Regions from separate parts of the Oryza sativa genome. Here region 1 is linked to region 2. Evidence: chromatin contacts called from public HiCAR-type data. All regions are on one chromosome and are shown on one strand. The core of a region is the stretch at or near the end of the contact, and the rest is flanking DNA. Distances in the headings are between cores, read along the strand shown.

Evidence for each region. HiCAR-type assays count read pairs that join an accessible place to other places.
Region 1: a contact with region 2 is called in a HiCAR-type map of leaf, with 5 times the contacts expected there. The contact joins two enhancer-like sites. A contact is called at or near these places in 1 of 15 Hi-C or Micro-C datasets (leaf) and 1 of 4 datasets of contacts at active chromatin or transcription factors (leaf).

What each region holds. Positions count from the first base shown.
Region 1 is chr12:21,744,821-21,749,049 of ASM3414082v1, reverse strand. No RefSeq gene overlaps it. Among protein-coding and RNA genes, the nearest start is that of LOC136354595, 27 kb to the right of the region's middle. Within about 2 kb of position 1,774, at least 13 of the 15 cell types and tissues checked have open chromatin away from gene starts, as enhancers often do. A contact at or near this core is called in leaf, where this site is marked.
Region 2 is chr12:21,591,503-21,596,156 of ASM3414082v1, reverse strand. No RefSeq gene overlaps it. Among protein-coding and RNA genes, the nearest start is that of LOC4352399, 22 kb to the right of the region's middle. Within about 2 kb of position 2,431, at least 14 of the 15 cell types and tissues checked have open chromatin away from gene starts, as enhancers often do. A contact at or near this core is called in leaf, where this site is marked.

The sequences.
Region 1 (4,229 bases), core at 525-3,024, 150 kb before region 2:
GAAATAATTGGAGGGAGGCGTACATACTACATACGAAAATAATTGGAAGGAGGCGTACGTACTGCATACCCATGTACGTACGTGAGTTAGGTGGGACCCATAGTATTTGGTTTATTTTAGGATCAATTTTATCTAACGGTGTATAATATTGGACCCACCAATTTAAGTGAAAATCAAGAGGTAGATGTTTTGCTTTTTTCTTAGAATTTACAGGATTTTCTCTAATTTATTAGAGTGTCATGTGGTAACTTGAGAGCGTTTGTAGGAAGTTTAATGGACTTTTAGTATATAATAGATAGATAGATTACGTGGGATGATAATTTAATTAATGCTTGCATTTTAAAACTCTAAAACTTAATAAATTAGCATGCTTGCATGAGATTTGAGATATAGTAAATGTTAGTGGATGATGTGGCATCTTTGTATGTTGAGCTTTACGATGTAGTGGGCCTTAACTTTATAGAAAGATAGGATAAATATAAACTAATCGATGTACACAATTATGTTTTGGTCATGATAGGTTCGGATAGATGTCGTTAGGATCAAACTTGAGTATTACGGTGGCGTCGCCAAACATATTCATTTGCCTGTGTTATGTACCAGTGACCATCAGAGAGGGGACTTGCTGGCGCCGGCAATATGTTTTTGGATTGTGTGGACAAATCTTTTGGTGAGGGATCAGCAGCTCAGTTGGACGTGTAGCTAGCAAAGGCTGTTGACTGCCACTGCTCTTCATTTTATCATTCACACAACAGATGTTGCGCATGCCTAGATTTTGATAAAAAAAATTTATCTAAGATCAGAATGTGCTGTCTAATCTGGAAATATTGAAATGAAAGTCGATTCGTGGCAAACTGTTGGATCATTCTTCAGCATGTTCTTGATCTAATGGAAGTTCATCTACAGCCATAGAGCAATAATGGTAAATGTTACGGCTCGTGTGAGTTGACTGGCTACTAGGGTCGAATGATGGTTGCCACTGTACAAAATATTACCACCTTACTCAATTTTCTACAACTTCTGAACTTCACCTCAACAACGGCGCCGACTGACGGATCTGTCATTTGCCACACGGGGCTACTTAGTCATTGCTCCTATCCCCGGTAACCTGTGCCTGACCACCGGCGTAACACGATTCCCCGGCCAGCTATGGTGAACCCGCCACACAATTATAAATACTAGACAGAGCTTGGTTTCATGAGAGGTGGCGTCAGCATGGCAATATGGTGGTAGTCGAACACACCATCGGTATTTGGTTTTCATTGCCACAACAGGAGGTTTGAGGACGCCTTGCAGGAGGGTTAAGCTTGAGCCCTGGTCAAGGACAGTAGCACCTGTGGTGACTGATCAACTGCATGCGTACGTCTGGACCGGGTAGGTCAGGGTGGTGGTTGTGAAATGGCAAATCCTGATACCTCCTAGGCCAAGCTGAATCAGTGTCCCTGTATGCCTCTATGTATGCAGTGTAGTTCATCTCTCTTTGATCTTTCATCTGATTTGTTTTATTTATACATCATTTTATCGGTCACTACAGTGGAATGCAGAAGTAGCAGCCACCTACCACCTGTATATATGGGCCAATGGTTTTGTCCTGAAGATATTTCAGTGCTTAATTACTCGGATAGTTTTAGTTCACTTAAAAAGTTAAGACAAACAAATATCGATGGCTCATTAACTATATCATCGTCTTTAGGGACGGACCCAAGACTGGCCCAAGGCTCAGGCCAGCCCATGGAGAATATGGCCCAACATGATTAATACATGGTGGAAAATAAACTATCCCCTTGGGCCTCCAGTACTAGGCCTCGGGCCACGGCCCAGGTGGCTCGAGACTTGGGTCCGCTCCTGGTTGTCTTCACAGTATGTTAAAGACCCATTAATGTTATTTCTAATTATTAATTGTAAGTAGTAATAATTACGGAAGCAAAATATTATCCAGAATTTGTAGTGCAAGAAATTCTTTCACCTTACTAGTCAAGGGTAATTTCTGAAGTCTGAATTTGCAAGAGAGAGAGCTTCATGGTATGCCCAAGCCTTTTTGGTGATTACTACTAGGTAGCGACTCTAAACAGTTATTTCAAAACTTAATTTGGTACCAAATTTCTATCTGAGTGTATGTTCAAAATCAAACAGCAGATTATAAACTCCAAAGAGCCATCTGTTGTAGATAATAAATATAAACTAATCGACGTACGCAGTTATGTTTTGGGCATGATAGGATAGATTTTGTTGTGATCAAACTGGATTATTACGATGGCCTCTCAAAACCTATTCATCTGCCTGTGTTTTGTAGCAGTGGCCATCAGAGAGGGATTTTGCCGGCTCTGGCAACATGTTTTTGGATGGTGTGGACGAAGCTTGTGGTGAAGGTCACTGCCTCGCCGGTGGATGGACGGACTAGCAGCTCAGTTGGACGTGCAGCTAGCAGGCTGCTCGCTGCCACTGCTCTTCATTTTATCATTTCACTCAACAGATGTTGAGGATGCCTAGATTTTGATAAAAAAAAAAATCTAAGATCAGAATCTGTTGTCTAATCTGAAAATATCAAAATAAAGGTCAATCTGTGGCAAACTGTTGGATCATTCTTCAGCATGTTCTTGATCTATTGGAAGTTCATCGACAGCCATATAGCAATAATGGTGAACGTTACAGCCTATGTGAGTTGACTGGCTGCTAGGGTCGAATGATGGTTGCCACTAAACAAAATGAAATTCTTGAGTACAGAACAGAAAAAGAAACTCATCGGTACACAATCCTTCAAGTTAACAAGTGAGCTGTTGTAACACTTGAGCTTCCGATGCATCCCAGGCCGAGCGTAGCAAACCATTTGGAGACCGGGCCAATGCTCACTAAAACTCTTCATTTCTCTTTATCCGCACGCATGTTTGGGATCACTGATCATCTCTATCTTTTATAGACCAAGATGGGCTAAATGATATCATATATAAATGCGAAATCTGATACCAGTGCAGGTATTTAAGTTCTGTAGCTGAGTTCAATGTGCACCCAAAACTCCATGATATCAACTATATATTCAACACCCAATAGTTCAATGCACATACCTTTGACCAAGTTGCTGGGTTGTTGACAATTATTTCCTTTTGGCACAATTTAAAAAATATTAGTGTTTTCCCTCCAAGCCTTCAAAAAAAATCTGACATATGGATGCATTACCTTGAATTCCTGTAACTTGTATGCAAAACCAAGCACTTCAGTTTGACTTGCACGGTAGGTTGGGTTCTATATTACGAAAAGCTTAAGAGGGGAGGACGGTGGGTGTGGAAGATTGATTCCAATTGGAGAAATTTCAGAATATTTTGGCTGGAAAAAATTGAAAATTTAACGTTTTTACCTAAAGTAGAATACTTTTTCTATATTAAAAATAAATATCGGGGTGAAAGATGTCCTGCCAGTGGACCAAAAATCCCAAATTTCCCAAATTTTAAAATCAAAATATCAGCCATGAAAGTATGAGGTAATAGATATTTTAAAAAAACAGCATCGTCAATGGTTATGGTTGAATTATGTATAGATTACATGGATCTGCAACCTATTGGTGTAATTGTGCACCGTCACTAGGGTAGGATGTTTGGAAAAAGAACATTAGGCCACAAGAGAATTGTCAACCCCAATCGACAAAACATAAGACAAGCCCATTTTGCAGTGTTACGGCAATCGGCTTTGGTGGCTCCATACGTGGACATGCACTTGGATGAAATCTGCAGAGACAATCCTAGGAATCCGAGGCATGGCTTGTGAAGAAGCATAAACTTCAATTTGGGAAATGGTTGATGGAGTACCTGACAACTGCAGACATCGATAGTGACCAACTGTTCTCTTTATCTCGGGGGCCATCCAACATAATCCACACGTACCAAGGCTGACATGAACGGGTATACTTTTTACGACACCAAGGCCCAGGACAACAAAAGTACAAATCAAAACAGTGGCGTAGCATTGACACCTATGATGATGATGGCAAGAAGCAGACTTATTACGGTTTCATAGAGTCAATTTGGGAGCTAGATTACAGAGTCCTCAAAGTCCCTCTACTCCGATGCAAGTGGGTAAGAATTCCAAGAGGGTTGAAGGTTGATAAGCACGGGATGATCATCGTTGACCTGAATGATGTTGGCTACAAAGATGAGCCGTTCATGCTCGCGAAATCCTTTAAGCAGATATTATATGTCAAGGACCCATCACTTGCGAAATCTGCCAGACCACATCAT
Region 2 (4,654 bases), core at 1,182-3,681:
GTTCATTATGTCACCGAATTAACTTTGTTACTAGCAATCCACAGGCTGCCAGCTTCAGTTTCATCGATAGGGCAGAGTTGTGGAATCTAGATCCATTAGCTTCTAAGATCGCAATGCTAACTTGACCAATCTACCATTTCGTGTACGCATTATTTGCCTCATGATAGCTAATTGTAACATAAGATCCCGCAGTGCCTCCTAAACCTACCATAGCAAGCCAACAGGAATGATATGCATAGCTAGCTCTTTATTTTTTCTGTAAGGTATAACTTGGGATCAGTCATCTTTATCTTTTATGGAGAAAAAGAGTTCAACATGGTAATATCATGAGACTCGGTTGGGCCTAGAAATGTTTCCGCCCATCCATCATTGGCCCGCTCTAGCCCATCTAATATGGGCTGACACCAATTCAGCCCAACCTGACGATGTGCCGCCCTGCAAAATTGCTTGCCCTCCGCGTGTATGCTGCCAAGGACACGTGGCGTGCATAGTGAGACAGAAGCAGCTAGTAGGAGGGAAAATATATGGTGTAAATCACATCGTATGGAAACTCGGAATTTTTTTATAAAAATTCTCAAATAATATTAAAAAAATCACACATGTAAATAATATGTAAATAAAAGATAAGTTGCATGAAAAAACTCAATTCATTAATGAGATGTAAAATTAGCAAACAACATTTTTTTCCTTCTTTTTCTTTTTCTACTATGTTTCTTAATTTTGTATCTCTCAAATGAAGTTGAGTTTATTCTTGAAACTTTAGGCACAAATATGATTACGCAGGATGTGCTTTTAGTTTATGTTTGATCTATGTAAAATTAATCTCTTTAAAAGAGGAATACTGAAGGTAGGACTTGAGCTCAGGACCTACTTTATACAGATGTTGTGCCCACCAACAACTGCTTCTAGTACTCACTACTCCTATGTAATATGATCTACATTTCAGTGAAAATGTTATGGGTATTTGGATGAATACCCTTGAACTATGGCTGAACCATCCCCTCATGTCACTCATGAGCTTCCGGTGCATCCCATTCCGGCATGCCATACCAATCAACTCTCTACATATCATCATTTCTCTCTGTCATCCTGTAACAACAAGCTTGTTAATAGATTTGGCTAGAGTTCTTTTCCTTCACCGGCTTGGTGATAAATCTTGCGGCAGTTGGGCTCTCCCAACTCTCAAGGCTCATCTCATCTTTTAAGGAGCAACAAGGGTAGTAGCATATAATACATGAATGTACATTGGTTGTGTGCATCCTAGTTATGCAGAGGCCGGGAGTTTTCTTAGTATGGTTCTATCATCTTAATGTAATCGTCTGAGATTAATAAAAGCTTCCTTTATAAAAAAAATACATGAATGTACAATTTGGTTTCCTCCAGTTATTCGAGATGGGTAGAGTTCAATGTGTACTCATTACAACTGCGTGCTTAATAAATTCTTCTAGTCATCAATCGAGTTGCAGTACTTCTGAATCAGATATTCCCTCCATCCCACGAAAAACTAACCTAGTACTGGATGTGACACATCCTAATACTATAAATCTGGACATATCTCTGTCTAGATTCGTTGTACTAGAATGCGTCACATCCAGCCTTAAATTTTTTTTTTTTGGGACGGAAGGAGTAGCTGGATTGTTGTAGTGGCTTCCATGGAGAACTCAATTAGTCAATCTCATAGTCTTGTGCTCTATGGCAGAGAGAATTCCCTGCAATTTGAAAAGCACCTACAGTTGAGTTTGACATAACTGACATGAACTTTCACAAACTCAACTTGTTCATTTATTAGTTCATCATTTCAAACTAGAGTTCTTTCATAAAAGAGAGAATAAAAAAGATCATTACAGACCAGCATGTAGATTGCAATGCCATTTGACATCTTTAAAAGCCATTACTATAATACATCAACACAAATTCAGGTGGTCAAGTCTGAAAAAGAACATGTCACAGTATTACCTCCTCCCTCAAATTCTAGCAATCTAGCATCTTCTCAATGTTACTGGCTAAAATTACTAATGGATAAAAGAAAGCACATGTCTTAAACATTCCGGTATCATATCACACCATAAAAGCCTTGATTTTAACAACATTTCAGTAGAATTAACAAGCTGCTAATAAAAACTTCCAAAGAAGAAAAAGAAAAACAAGCTGCTAATAAAAAGATTTGCTTGAACGAGTATACATGACCTGAACAGTCTGAACAAAAGAAGAGGAAATTTTGTGCCAATCTGAAAGGCATTTAAAAAAGAAGCAGAAATTGCAATCAGCTCAACCTTTTCTTTCAGTTTAAATGCGTGGCATCAAGGAGACTGAATTACCCGATATCCCATTTCCCCTGTCGTCTTTGGTTCTGTGGCGGAGGTCCGATCCAACAAATGCAGCCCATACGGACATACGGTCCGGCCCATCTAACACGGGCCAAAATCTGTTTGGGCTTTATCCGTCATGGGCCGACAAACCGACGGCCATCCCCTTCCGGCCCATCCAGCTTGCTGATTACCTGAGTTTCTGCTACTTCTCACAGTTAAATTAATCACGCAGGATGTGCTTTAATTTCTGCTTAATCTGCAACTAGTACTACTACTTTGTATCCCTGCTTATAATTAGCCATGTACACCTTATTGTACGTACTGTTCCTCCACATATTTACTTAATTATGGAGTATTTAAGTCACAATTCTGATACAAGAGTTTAAAGTTAACCAGAGAAATTATAATGTTTGCGTGATTTATCGACCGACTGATTACGATCGATAATCCATGGATGCCCATAACAAATGATTGCTACTGCACGTACTACAGTATTGTTACACACTTTTCGCTTGCCGCTGAGGCTGAACCTGTACTGGTATGATTATTTCTAGTAAAAGAAATGGGGTTTCGACCCTTGCTAAAAAAATATATTGTTACACACTGTTGGACAATTAAGGGTGATCTTGTCGTTTGAACCACAGAATTAAGAGAATAAGATAATACTACTCACTTATCGATAATTAAGAAATCGGCATTGATATGCTGATGACGACAGTTGGCTCTTGTCACTACATTTCTAGCTTAATTAATTTCTCTCTTATTACATTATTACTGAATTAGTTCACCGACCTTAATCTCAAATAATCAACTCTATGGCAAAACAAGATATGGCAAGCATTCCTTGTTTCACTCTACTTTTTCCCCCTAACTAGACCTTCCAAACGTTCTTGGTGCACAGTAGATGCAAAATAGGTAACTATAGGACATAAACAAATTCAATGGTTATTAAAAAAAATCAATTGCGTTACATTGATTACCGTGACCATCATCTAAATTTTTAAATAGATTTGGGGTTGGCAAACATCAAGCACCACTTTAAGTCATACTCCAGCACATTCAACTCTGCCACTAAAAAGGATTGCAACACCTGACACCTGTATAAGGCTATGGGCCATTATTTCATCTGGGATTGGGGAGGATAGAGATGTATATACCTCAATGCTTAATTACTCCGATGTCAACTCGGTTAAATATTAGTTAGGAAGAAAAATATATATAATGACGCCTGCGTCTTTGATGATGTTCTTTCAGGTGCCGACGGTGGTGGAGCGGATTGTGGAAAAAGGATGGCGATGGATTGAGGCCAATCCTGTTGGAAGCTTTGTTAGGCACATAGCTTAACTTAGTTTCATTTCACTTCTCACAGCTTCGTCTTAGGAGTCGCACTCAGTTTAGAAAGCTCTTTAGAGCCATATTACACCTCCTAGTGACGTAACCACATCGCCGTGTTACCAATGTATGCTATTTTTCTTCTATTATATTGGCGTGTAAGGTTTTTGTGTGTTCGTGACAGACTCATGAATGTTCCTTCATATGCTAAGTACTAGTAGTACAATAATATTTATCCAAGCAAACCATTATTCAGAATTTATAACGAAGAGGCATTTTCACCTACTTTCATGATAGCCATCCATATCATTTGAACACACCTCAAACTCTGCCAATGAATTTTATGATATATCATCACTACTTCTGTTTTCATGGTTAAAATAGAGCCATGAACCTAAGCACCTTGGAAACGAAAATCCATGATTTCACCATGGAGCGAGCTCATAGGATTGGAAGTTATCAGGAACATGAGGACCGTGGCTGATGGATTCGTTGTGAGCATGAAGATCTTTCAGTGAAGACGAAACGCTCAATGAGACAGGGTTTCTGCAACCCAAAACCCAAATCACCATGGGGTTGCTGCCTCCTCATGATTAAGCGGGGCCGGATTCACCTTCATGGTAACTTGAATGTTTGCCCTTGCTACATTCTTTCTGTCAGCCGTTTGAGTCCTAGCTAGCGATGTGCTATGTTGTAAAAATGCAATCGATTTGGCTAGATTTTTGGGCAAGTAAGCGAGCTGTGGGATGGAAGCTAGGCAGCAAACTTGCTTCATCCTTCATTAAATTTTTATGGAAAAATTTGCTATAAGACACTTAAAAATCATGTAATTAGCTGAGAGACACCGCAAAAACGTGACACTGCCCATAGACACTACAAAAATTATGTAATTGGCTGTAGGACACCGGACGTATTATTTTATTATTTCCGGGCTGAAAGTGGTGAGTTTTTTTCAAAATGACCGGAGTGCCCCTGCTGTCGAAATTGTCGTTGTTCTCGGTGTGAGGACCGAG